2 separate regions of the Lactuca sativa genome follow, and region 1 is linked to region 2. The links are chromatin contacts, called in public Hi-C maps. All regions are on one chromosome and are shown on one strand. The core of a region is the stretch at or near the end of the contact, and the rest is flanking DNA. Distances in the headings are between cores, read along the strand shown.

Evidence for each region. A called contact is a pair of places that touch in the nucleus more often than the background predicts.
Region 1: a Hi-C map of seed shows a contact between it and region 2, with 7 times the contacts expected there. The contact joins the promoter of LOC122194540 here to the promoter of LOC111877393 in region 2. A contact is called at or near these places in 3 of 4 Hi-C or Micro-C datasets (bud, leaf and seed).

What each region holds. Positions count from the first base shown.
Region 1 is chr1:172,279,318-172,286,060 of Lsat_Salinas_v11, forward strand. It overlaps LOC122194540, which reads left to right and starts at 2,178. Exons shown (of 2, transcript XM_042895516.2): 1 at 2,178-2,940; 2 at 3,431-6,743. The coding sequence starts at 5,757.
Region 2 is chr1:172,064,837-172,072,123 of Lsat_Salinas_v11, forward strand. LOC111877393 (zinc finger A20 and AN1 domain-containing stress-associated protein 5) reads left to right here and starts at 1,581. Exons shown (of 1, transcript XM_023873924.3): 1 at 1,581-2,575. The coding sequence starts at 1,756. The coding sequence ends at 2,250.

The DNA of each region.
Region 1 (6,743 bases), core at 928-3,427, 220 kb after region 2:
AACTAGACAACCAATGCACACAACAGACCGAACATCAATGGCAACAGGAGCCATAGAACCAATGGACGCAAGGGACTGAATACCAACTGCAAGAAGATCCACATAACCAATGGCAGGGTTGCACCGAGTACCAATGGCAGCAAGAGCTAGATAACCAATGGACGCAAGCGACAATAAACCTAGGGACACAAGCAACAGAAAACCCATGGTCGGAATACGAAAACAGATCAAAGTTTTCGTGGTTAATTTGAATGAATGAAGTTTATTTCAAAGTATGTTTATTATGAAGTTTGTATGTTTATGTCTTCTAAAGTGTGTTTTGTAACCTGCTTAAAGTATGTTTTGTAACAACTATGCGAAATAAGTAATATAAAATCATTGGACTCGTTTAACTTACGCCTTCCATGCTGACCCTCAAACTGCCCCAGAAAACTACGACAACACCATTGACATCACAACAAAATGGTATGAATTAAAAACAAAAGTCTTGGTGTACACTGATCCACAGAAGTGTATAGTGATCCACTTATAACAGTTTCGTTTATTCCTAAACAGTTTTGTGGACTGATATTAAACATAAGTTCATTATTTTTAACATTTTTTGTTATTTTTTTTACATAATAATAGACCTGGCAAACGTGTCGTGTCGTTTCAGGTTCATGCCGTGTCAAGACATTAAACGGGTTGAGAGTGCTTGACCCTAACCCGACCCGTTTAATTATCGTGTCGTGTCATGTCAACCCGTTTATTTTCGTTTCGATTTCGTGTCGTGTTTCAGGTTAAGGTTTAAACCTTATAAATATGTTGTGTCGTGTCTGGTTGAAACATTCTAAATGTTGAAAAGTAAGAGACATGGAGGGGAAAAATGAAAAAGTGAAATGCTGGAGTTGGGAGGTGAAACGGAAAAAAAAAAATTATACTCCCTCTATCCCATATTTATTGTCCATTTTTTACTTTTCAAGTTTTTATTTTACTACTTTGACCTTAAATTGTTTTATTTGTGTTGTAAATTACTTGATAAAACTTATAACAATGAAAAGACATTTAAAACACAATCCATTCATATATTTTACATTAAGTGTTATATATCAAAAACAAAAATATTTAATGTCAAATTTAAAGAATAAAGACTTCAACAGTCAAAATTATACAATAAATATGGAACGGAGATAGTGGTAAGTTTCGAAAACAAATTGGAAAGAGTTGAGAGTTAGGAAGCAAATGAGATAAGTAGTGAGAATGAGTAAAATTAAGTCATTTTGAAAGTTTGAATTTTACTTTTAATTCTTGAATTTGGGCCACTAAAAATGTATAATAATGAAACTATTTATAAATATATATATATATATATATATATATATATATATATATATATATATATATATATATATATATATATATATATAAACGGGTCATCTTCGAGTTGAAGTCTTGACCCTTACCCTACCCGCTTAATTATCGTGTCGTGTCGTGTCAACCCGTGTACATAAACGGGTCGAAATAACTGACCCTAACCGGCTAACTTCGTGTCGGGTTGTCGTGTCGTGCAAGATTTTGACAGGTCTACATAATAATAACTTAAGGTGTTAGTGTATTAAAAGAATTAATAATAATAACCGAAAACAAAAATAAAAAAAAAACGAAAAAAAAATTAAAAAACTAAAGATCCACAGAGTTGTTCCTGTTCCTCAGAGGGTTTAATGGATCCGCAGAGCACTCTCACGGATCTTGTGGTTATTTTACAACTAGGTGTAAAACTCATGTATTACATGGATTCATTTTATAGAAAAAATATAAAATCCAAACATTTGAAAAGTTTAAATTTATAAGAAAAAAATAGAAAAATATTGAATTATTAAAATTAAATTGATTGTTTTTCTTTTAAATTAAACTAATAATATAGATAAATAAACAAAGAAAACTAATAAAAACTTTAATTTTGAATATTTTAAATTAAAAGGAAGTCAATTAATGAAAATGATATGCATTTATTATTATTATATTTATTGCAATTATTATATTTGAATATTATGTGGAAATTAATAAAATAAAGAAACCACAAAATGTCATGTGAAAAAAACTTAATTGAAAATAACAATAAAATAACATGTTGCCAAATCAACCAGAATGTAACATGTATCAAAAAGTTTTTTATTTATTACAAGGAAACTTTATTTTCATTTTTGGTTATATACCGAAAATTCTATTTGAAAAATTGTGCAGAATCATAAGGAAAGTAAAGAGCCATTAAAGTCTTTTGTATATTGTAAAATTACGAGGTGCTATCAAAAGAAAATTGTGAATGTTGTGCATCACAAATCAAGCTGACGGGCATTTTGGTTGAAGTTGATGAGACTTTCACGCTGAGGTGCTTTCTATTTGGATTCAGCTGATTTTCTCAACTAAAGTACACGCTGGCTTCAAGTTCTTGTTGTCCCACACTGATGTACGTACTCACTGATAAGATTCACGCTGGCCGTTATCCTCAGCCCTAACACTCAGTGTCTCCTTCCAACATCCTTAAGAATATCTTAATTTAGTTTTTTGTCATCTGTTTGTCTCAAATACTCAGCTTCTTTATTTTCATCCATTAGTCTTTCACACTGCAATTCAAGCTGATCAAAAGTTCACACTGATGATCGCTAATCATTCACGTTGATTGGTTTTCGTTGAATCTCACCTGTCTCCCACAAAGTTCCATCTGGCTTCACAGAATTCCACTAGCTTCATCCTTATCCGCGTCTTTTCAGAAAAGCAAGAGTCTTTGTGTGTTCGACGCCAAGGGGCAGTTTGGTCATTATACTACAGGTATTGATGAATATGTTCAGGGGCAATTTCGTAACTTCACTACAAGTCTGAGAGTCAACAACCTGTTCTGCAAAAGTCATGTGATTGTTACCACCAATGTTCAACAACCATAGCTTCAGTGTCATCTTCAGAGTATGATCTCTAATAATTCACGCTGAGCCCTTTGTTTTCTTAAGAACCTTATTCTTATTTTTCATTATGAGCTGCTTAGTATGGATGAAATTTTTTTATCTCATAGAGTCATATGTCGTATCTTTTGAGAATTCAAAATAAAGAGATGCTTCCATAAGGGTATTTTGTCCGGCCAACATAAGAAAAATAAACGAAGTGAGAAGGACGCAATGGCATGAACGTTATTTTAAAGGGATGGCTAAATATTTTCGGTTCATGATTTGATTTTGTTGAGAAAATTTCACAATGTTTGTCGCTGATTGAGATCCTCCCTCCTCTATTTCCTACCATAGATTTTGTTCAACAAAAGAAGGAAAAATGGACTGATGGTTCCTCATGATCAAGAAAAGTTCTTGTTTTCCATTACTTTACTGTTCTCAATTTTGTAAAACTATGAAATCTAAAAGTATACTTAGATGATTCATCTTCTTCTATCTTTATTGTCGAGAAGGATGTAGGGAACGAAGATATTCATCAAACAGAAATTGATGAGCGAAGTCTCTGGTATGGAGTCAATCTCGTTGAGCTGAACAACTTTGAAGAGCCAATTCTCTTGGGAGAGAAAAGCTATGGGACCCACACCAGTGAACAATTATGAAAAAAGGACAAAAAAAAAAGCAAGGGTATTTTTGGTCCATGTTATCACAAAGGTTTGAAGACTGTGATTCTTGCTTGGACCGATGGATAAATAGTCTATTCTTTGTCATGACACAACTAAAGGTGGGTGCAGTAATAGTTGAAGAAAGTCATGTTGGTTATGATAAAGTTGTCACAAAACGAACGAAAGGGAAGGTCAAAGCCTATGGTTTGCTGGTCTAACTCCTATTAAAGCTGCAATAGAGGTACAAACTCTCGTCAAGACTCATTCCAGCGTGATCTGACCTCAGAATGGTTTATTTTAGTCTTTTTGCATTCATGATTCATTAAGGGGTGTTAAGGGACTGTACGGTCTTTTATGATGTTTTTACATTTCAAACTCAAAAGAAATCAAAAGCATAGGATATGAAATGAAAAGAACAAAAAAAAAAAGTTGGCATGGGTCTAACAAGGGCATTATCGGTATTTCTGGATTCTGCTCTAATTCTTAGGTGGGCTGTTTGAATAAATTCTTTTAAGCAAACTGAAGCAGATCAAGTGGGCTAGACTATATGTGATAGTCAATGGTATTATTCTCCTTCGTTGCTATCCATCAAGAAACAGGAAGTCTCGTGAGTCCATTGAGAACCGAAGCAAAGTAGCTATATGTGATAGTCAATGGTATTATTGTCCAGTTTGTGTCAAACAATAACAAGATTATAGAAGGCTGTTATGCATTCACTCACGTACAACATTATAGAAAGGGGTAAGATGGGAAATCAACGTACTAAAGATAATTTTATTAGTTCAAGGCTTTAGGGGCATTTTAGGCATTTTATAGTAATTAGCTATTATGGCAGATACTATAAGAAGGGGGTAGTGGGCAGGGAGTGAGGTTTCTATCTTTTGTGTGAAAATTGGAATTCATTCCTATTAGGAGATTAGCTATCTCGAATCAGCTAAACTATCTTCATTCTTGTAATCATTTGGTATTATCGAGTGTTTTCAATCAATATTAGAGTCTTTGACTGTTTATGTGTTATTGAATCAGTTCTTAGAATCCAGTTCATAAAAAATGGTATCAGAGCATTCATTAGGTATTAGGGCTGGAGATAAAGGAGGGAAGGAGGCTGGAGAAGCTCAACTCAAGAGGATTGAGTTGCTAGAGATAGAATTAGGGAATTTGTACGATCCAATGGAGAATCAAGGGCATCTGATCCAACATAACACTTACACCATAGCCTCTCTCCAGCTGAAGATGGACCAGAAGTTCGAAGAGGTTTTGATGGAAATAGAAAAGAGCTGCCCAGAAGAACCAAATGGAAAGAAATCAGTGTGAGAAGAGCACAACAGCGACCCTGATTTTTCGCTGGTGGAGACGACGAAATGGACAAACCCTCTCGGTAAGGGATCTAGTAAAGGTTCAAGAAATGGAACCGGAGGTGGTTCCGGCGGCAGAGGCGGCGACCATACTACCGGAGGTGAATGCAGAGGAGGGATCAACTGGAGATTTCACAAATGTGAGATGCTCTTGTTTGATGGAACTAACACAGAGGAGTGGATTTTTAACATGGAAAGGTCATTCTATTCATATGAAGATGAAGAAATGATGGAAGTTGCTATGAGGTCTCTAGAGGGCAACACCTTAGTTTTCTATGAATGGGAGCATCGGGGCGACCCATAAAAGATTGGGAGGAGTTGAAGGGCCTTATTCGTCGTCGATTTCGCTCTTTAAGGGTTACAGCAGAATGGCAGTTTAGTGCAGTTTCCCAGGTGAAGACACCATCGAAGTATCGGAGTAGCGTGCGTCCGGAGGTAACGAATCCGTTAGATGATGGACGAGAAGAAGTGCTTTTAGGTTTTCGCAAAAATGGAATCGGAACGAACAATTGGGCCAAAATCACAACCTTAGACTCACATAAACCAGATCAGAAAATGGATCGGAAAAAGGTAACAATTGCAACCCAAGCCTTGTCATTACTAAATCAGTTAAGGGTGTAGAAAACTCAAGTCTACTGAAGATTAAAGCAACGATACCCAAATTAATCAGAATCGACAATTGCTTCACCATCACTCATGCAAGCACCACCTTCTTCGATCCTCAATTCAAACTCAAACATGGAGTTCTCGCTCCAATCACACACAGATCGTCATCAACTCGACTAGTGTTCAATTTCACTGTTTCATCCAAGATAAATCATATGGCGATAGATATCGTACATGATGCTGAAATTCAACAAGAAGTGCGACATCATGAGATAAATGATCCTTCAGAAAATTCTAAAGACGAGAAATATCATGGGGCCAATGGCATATGGAGGGAGTTGTCTGAGATAAAGCTATCAACGCTTCTTTCTATTATTAAGGTTTTGGTTGACTGTAGTAGCGTTATTGATCAGTTATGTGTGACAAAGCTCATTCTACATGATCAACAATTTTTCCAGAAGCTGATGGATTTGTTTAGAGTGTGTGAAGATTTGAAGAACTATGAGGACCTTCACATAATATACAAAATTATCAAACGGATCATCCTCATTAGTCCACAAATCCTTGAGAAAATATTTTCTGATGAACTAATAGTGGACATTGTTGGATGTCTTGAATATGACCCTGATGTACCACACGTCTGCCATTGCAACTTACTTAAAACACATGTATTTAAGGAGCCAATACCAGTTAAGAATTCCCTAGCTTCATCAAAGATGCATCAAGCATACAAAGTCAGTTACCTCAAGGATGTTGTTTTACCTAGATTATTGGATGAGGTAACAATTGCAAGCTTGAATTCCATAATCCACTCAAACAATAGAATGGTTGTGACTATGTTGAAAGATGATACCAACTTTGTGAATGATTTGTTTACGAGGAATCTTGTATCTGAAGGCATATTTGAAGTGATTGGTGATGGGATTGTTCACCAGAAAGAATCTGATGTACATGAGCACTCACTGATGATTGATTCAATAATAGATGAAAATGTTGCTTTGATTATTGACCCTTTGGCTCCTTTAATGGAAGCGGTTAAGAATGAATTTATTGAGACCGAACTTGTTGATAATATGGAGTTGCCGCCAACTCTAATTGAGAAGATTAAAGAGGAGGTTAAACTAAAGACGATGAAAGTTCACGTGTATGAGAATGATTGCTTACAGGTGGGGGACCTAAAGTATGTAGGGAATCTGACCAAA
Region 2 (7,287 bases), core at 331-2,830:
TGGCTTAATAGAGCCCAAAACCAAACCCTAGTCCATACCACCCTTTAGTGACCTCAAACCCTTGCATGGGTGAAATATAGCAACAAAGATTTCATTTTTATGACATATGATCCTCAAAAACAACATAAGATGACAATCTTAAGCTCTGGAGTAGCTTTTACTCACAAAAACCAAAACTAGGGGACCAAAAGCTTGGAAACCAAGAATCTAACCTAGATCTAAACCATAGAACCATAAAGGTGGGAGCTTTATACCTCCTGAAGTTTGCAAAAGAGATGAAAGCTCTGGATCTTCAAGCTTGAGCCACACCAATCCACAATGATATACTTCTCTTTCTTCAATATGTACCAAGAACACACAAAAGGTCTCAAACAAGCTCACAAGGGATTAGGATTTTGAAATGACAACGTGGGAGAATGGAGGCTGATGATAAGGGAGGCCTTAAGGGACTTAAGGTCTTTAAATATGGTCTTGACTCTAAAAAACCAGGGTTTGGGTTCTGAGTAATTACGCCCGACATAGGGATTGTACGCCCTGTGTAGAGCATAAAGTCCCCGCATCCATTTAATGACTTACGCCCCATGTAATTCATTCGTAAGGACCGTTTTTTCAAGAAAAAATGTATATTTGAGCTATGAATGAAAAGTATCTGAGAAACAGGTGTTACAACTACACCAATCACCAAAAGCATCATTAGGTGTAAATAAATGACCAATACTAATCGAAGGTCAACCCTTAGCCAAAAAACTTTAATCCACCAAAGTTTGACCTAAACTCAAATTGATTAAAAGTCAACGGTTAACTGTTAAAGTCAATGGTCAATGAGTCAATGCACCGTGACCAAGCTCATGGTCGCATCGCTATCATAGGCGACAAAATAGTTGTGAATCCGGTTCAAAGACATATTATTGTTTTTGTCTGTGAAGTTAAATATATCCTCTTAACTTTTGTTTTTATTCATATATACTCACCATATTAAGACAATTATCAAAATAAAGTTTAAAAATTAAAAAGAAAAAAAACAATTAATAAATTTCACATGTTATTATTTTATACAAATACAAAATGGTATTTAATTTCTCATTTTAATTAATCAACTCTAATGATTAATGAACAAATGATCAGGTTTGACATTTAATGGTAAAATAATCACTAAGGATGGAACATTTTCCATTAGGACGGGTTCTTACAGGCTTTTCTTCAGAAAAATAAAAGACTTTTTCACTCCAACGATAAAAGCATTAAAAAACTTCTTCAAAATAAAGCTCTTGATTAAACTTAGAGGTTATTTTAAGTTTTTAATGCATAACGTTATAAAAACATATATTATAATTTACTTGTTTGAAACATTAAAAAGACATTTGCTTACAAGTTTTTATTTTAAAAAATTTCAAAGCTTTTTGTCACGGGCGAAATTGGGCCCTGATGGAGTAATAAACACGTCAGACGTAGTAATCCTACTGCGCTTGACCCTGACCCCACCGTTTATGAAATGCCTGGAGGGTAAAATGGTAATTTGACGTCACAATTTGCATGATGATAACGCGTCCCTTGCGATAACCATTAGCCCTTTTCCCCCTTCCCTTAATAAACCTCCCCCCTCCCCTCCATTTCTCTCGCCAACCCAAAATTTCCATTTCGATTAATCAACGACAACTGAAAATTTTCATCTCTCCAACGCCGATCGCTTCTCAGGGTGATTGAATTGTTTTCGTTGTCCAAATTTGTGATTGTTTTAAAGGTTTCTGTTTGAAGATGGCTCAGAGGACTGAGAAAGAAGAGACGGAATTCAAGGCTGTACCTGAAACCTTGACTCTCTGCATCAATAACTGCGGCGTCGTTGGAAATCCGGCGACAAACAATATGTGTCAAAAGTGCTTTAACGCCACCACAACCTCCAGTTCAACCACGTCAACGCAACGAAGTACTCGTGGTAGATCTGGCTCCTTGAGGTCTCCGACGAGGTCAACGTCTCGCGATGTATCGGTTGATCTGGTTGTAGATCGGACGGTTTTGATGGTTGATGAACAACCAAAGGAGAAAACGACGGCTAAGGTTGTAAATCGGTGCTCCGGTTGCCGGAAGAGGGTAGGTTTGACCGGATTCCGGTGCCGGTGTGGCGATCTATTCTGCGCGGAGCACCGCTACTCCGACCGTCATGACTGCACCTATGATTATAAGACCGCCGGTCGGGAGGCGATCGCGAGGGACAATCCGGTGGTCAAAGCGGCAAAAATTGTTAGAATTTAAATTAAATTATTTTCCACAAATTTTTACATATGTTTGCCAAATTTGATTTCTTTGATCGAAAAACTTTTATAAACTTACGAGATCAACGCTCGATCTCTTGTTTCTATCATCTCTTGTGGAAATTAATTATTGAATTCAATCATCTGCTTGGAGATGAGATAGATTGATTGATCGAGTATCATCTGAAATTCTCCCGTTGGAATTGTTCTGCTTTATTTGGTAGAGATTCAATTATTAGGTTTCATTAGTATTGTTGTATGATTGATCATCCGGTGCTCAAAATCAATTAGTGTAATATAATTAATGAAAGGAAGATCTTCTTCAATTTTCTTGATTTTCTTGATCTGTTTAATCTATTGTTCTATAATCCATATTATGAAACCATGTTCTTCATCAAGACCACAAAAGACACCTAAAGCATAGCGACGGAATCGGACCTACGCACACAGGCTTTTAAGCTGTCCCGGTTTTGAGTCATTATCGGGTCCATCTTTTTTTGTGGGGCACCGGTTGGACCGGTAATTTTAAGTCTTAACTTGTCCTTTTTTTATAAAAAAGAAAAAGAAAAACAAGGAGACACATTTTAATACTTTCATAACGTAAAAGCATTTCTAGCAAAATGTCGCCTTTAAAAAATTCAAAATTTCAATCAAATTGGTGTTAACATCATGAAACCATATGGTTTTAAATGTTTATTGTGATACGATTTACTTTTATATTGCAAAAAGATTATTCTCTTAAGAAATAATTATACTCTAAAATATGCTGTACAAGAAGTGTTAAGAAGTTTTGACTGGTAACATTATAATAGCATTTTATTTATAAATGATTAGGGTGGTCTACCAGTTATTATCTGACATGGAACACTTTAATGGTTATATTGGTTGAAATTTCATTTTTTTTCTTAAAAAATTGATTATAAGTAGTTAATTATAGGTTTATTTTTTATAAAATAGTCAATGGGGTGTATAAGGAAGATGTCTTATTAGCATCATCCTATATAAAATGATATAAAAAATATGTTATTATTATTATTATTATTATTACAAGATATATTCAAGACAATATAAAAAAGAATACAATATGCTAGTTGAAATGTTAGTTAAAATGTTATTCTAAAAAGTTTTTTTTAAAAAAAATTAAGTTATCAGTTATTTTTTAGTTATCAAACACGACAACTTAAAAAAAATCAAAATTAACTAAGTTAGTTACGAAGTGTTGAACATATATATATTCTCTTACAACATTTTTTTTGCCACGTCATCACCATATTATTTTCCTTTCACCCTCTCAGATAGAAAATAGCCTCTAAAAACATACAACAATGGGTGTTAACTATACAAGATCAAGAAACATATAGAAAAAAAGAAAAGAAAATATACAACAATGGGTGTTAACTATACAAGATCAAGAAACATATAGAAAAAGAAAAGAAAAGAGAACGAATGCAATGAAATGGTCTTTACGTAGAGAAGGTCAACACACCACCACACATCAAACAATGTGATATTCATCGCACCACCGTGATAACACCTTATCTTACCGTTTTACACTGTATTATTACTCCTAGTTGCCTAACGCGTGTCTTTGGTCATCCATTTAATGAATATATTTTTTTGTTATTGTCTTATCACATTTTCAATAATTATATAGAATAAAATATTATTAACTTCAATATATTCTGATAATTAATTATTTTTAAAAATCTTTATTTTGGAAATAAACTAATTTATCGTAATATTTGTCAATATTTCAATAACCATTCATTATGTTTAAGCATATATATATATATATATATATATATATATATATATATATATATATATATATATATATATATATATATATATATATATATATATATATATATATATAAAAAACTAGAAATACTTAACAATAACATCAAATAAAATTAATATCTTACAAATACTACTAGTTATAGAATCACATTCTATTTTTATATTGATGATACGTCACTTCTTCGATCTTATGTTATCTGAAAACTGACATGCTCTTATATGCGACCTATCGACATAAACAAAGCGTCAGGAGCTATATTGATGTTAACCCCTTGGTATTGCATGTTGATGTAAGTTGTATTGTTCTTCTATGCTTAAGTTACGGTAATATTGCATGTTGATGTAAGCTAACAGTAGGGGAAAAGAGAGACTATTCCTACCTTATGACTTGTTTTTTGAAAAATGATTATTTTTGCAAGTATTTTTTAGCAATACGAACGAGTTTCTCCATTTTCGAGTCAAAGGCGGTCCGGGAAGTAAAAAATTCGAAAATTTTGTTATATTTTTTGGATTTTCTTGGATTTGTGCAAAACGTTTATGCCGTGTGTCAAGGGGGAGTTTTGTATGGAAAATTCCAAATTGAGCGTTTTCTCATTTACTTTTCGGTTTTATAATCATATTTCAAGTATAAAAAGGGGGAGAGATTTGAATATGAGAATTCGAAAGTTGTGAATTTTTCATATTAGGCAAATTTGAAGAACGATGTGACCTTGAGAAAAAGAAGTTTATGAATTGGTTTGAATTGTAAATTCTAAAGTGATATGGGTTTTTTCCTGTTTCATGAATGATTTGGACATAATGAAGATTTTTGGGGTGTGTTTTTATGCTTAAAGTTAGGTAATTGATTGTGGAGATTTAGACACTTCAAATTACCTTTTGATGCTCGGATTGTAATGTCTCACACTCCAGAACCCAGATTGGAAAATCATTGAAGATTTGAAGACTTGATGCTCATTTCTACATTTGTAACGCTTGAGGATTCGTTTGTGAAGTTGCTCTTTTTGGAGATTGAAGCCGAGTCATCCATTCCTAACTTTGAGGGGGGAAATGTTAGGGTGCAAAGTTATTCAGGGATTGACTTTGTGATGACTTGAGTTAAGAAGACCCCTTACACATGTGGGGTTGGAGCCTTGTGACATTTAAGAGAGAGAAGAGAGAGAGAGAGAGAGAGAGAGATAGATAGATAGATAGATAGATAGATAGATAGATAGATAGAGAGATAGATAGATAGATAGATAGATAGAGAGAGAGAGAGAGAGAAAGTACTACCTCAGTACTCCCCATCAGTCCCTGCCTGACCTCGCCCCAATAAGTCGGGGTCCGACACTTCCTTCCATAGAGCATCTCAAAGGGAGGTCAATTAATAATGGCATGATAACAGTTGTTATAAGAGAACTCCGCCAACATAAGGTAAGTATCCCAACTCCCTCGAAATCCAACACACATGCGCTAAGCATGTCTGTGACAACCCGATATTTCGAATCCATGTAGTGACCTAAAAAGTCAAGAATTGTAATCTCTTTTGATATAATGAAATAACGTCAAAAATAAAATGTTCAAAAGTCTCTATTGGGTTGCCTAAAATGATAGTTATCATGTCAAGGTTTTCAGAAATATAAAGAACACTAAAATCCGAGTTATAACAAAGAAGTTATGACCAACCTAAGATTAACAGCAAAACCGTCAATACGATTAAACGTAAAACACCAAAAGTTTTAATAAAATACTTTTTAACCTTAAGTATCTAAATGAAAGTCGTAGATATCATTAAACCGAGAACATACATAAAAAGAACGTCCAAATCTGACTTCATATGAGGAAGTTATGATTTTTCCAAGTTTCGGATATAGCAGCAGACAGCTAAAATACTCGAAATAAAGGTTGAGAGATTTTTAGCCGATACAACTTAAATGAGAATCGAAGATGTCAACAATAGTAGCACAACGGTATAAAGTCTGACGAGAACGGACATCATATGAAGAAGTTATGGATTTTTAACGGACTTTTCGTGTCCCGACCTGTTAAAAATAAATAATAAAAATTAAAGTCAAAATTAGCCGACGAAGTCTAAACGAGAGTTGTAGAGTATATTCTCACCTTCGCGTGCATATAAAGAACGTCGAAATCGGAGCTCATACGCGAAAGTTATGCATTTTACAAGTTCGAGACTCGAAATCTGAGGCTGTCAGGCCTACCACGACGTGGTGAAGAAGCCCACGACGTGGTATTGTGACTGATGGGTGCCAGGTGCATCAGCAAACGTCTCGTCAACGGAAGAGGATAGAATCGCTCACCACGACGTGGTGAGGTGTACCACAACATGGCGCCCAATTTGAGGCTATAAATAGCAGCCGAAGGTGTTGAGTTTCATTGCTCATTTCTTTTCTCTCTCGTGCCGAAGCTCTGCGTTTAAACCCCCCGAAGCCATCACGAAGCCCCGATCTTCATACCCAATTTCCGAAGGAAGGTTTTTCACTCCTAAGACACCCAAGATTCCCGAGAAATTCAACTTTCCCTAGTCGAAGTTCTGCTTAGTTATCGTTTCACCTTCTTCTATCTATCAAGTGAGTTCATACCTTTATAATTACATTTTCAAACACTTTATAAATGCTTTTATACGCTTTCAAAGGGGGGGGGGGGGGGGGATACAAGTAAACACACGGTTACTCTCGTGTGGAAAACAATAAGCTTTTACTACACTTATCTTCACATAACAAATCATATGTGATTCTTAACTATCATATAAAAATGTTCGCATGCAACACCTATTCAATAACATCTTGTCCTTTAAGAATATAAACATGTTGTTATACGAATATCAAACACTTCATTTATATTTTGGTAAATAAATGTTCAATAAGGTTATTATAAATGTTATACTTACATACCAAGCTGATACTGCACTAGGGTTATCATACAAAGAATCATACATTTGAAAAAAACTATCATAGGTATAGTTTACTAGATATTCAAGAGGTTTTACATACTATAAGTACTATATCAAAGAAATAATTTCATATACAAGAACAAATGAGCTTTTCATACGTAAATCTATTTGATACTAAGTTTTGTGAGATGTTCAGCTTCACGTACTTTCGAGTATGCAGTTATAGTCCTGTATTATATACCATAATCTCTTGTAGGGAGAGCGTGATACTTGTGTATAGATCTTTACGAGATTAACAATCCCGCACTTAAACTGTTAGCTACAGTTAGACCGGCAGGTCTGGGGTGACAA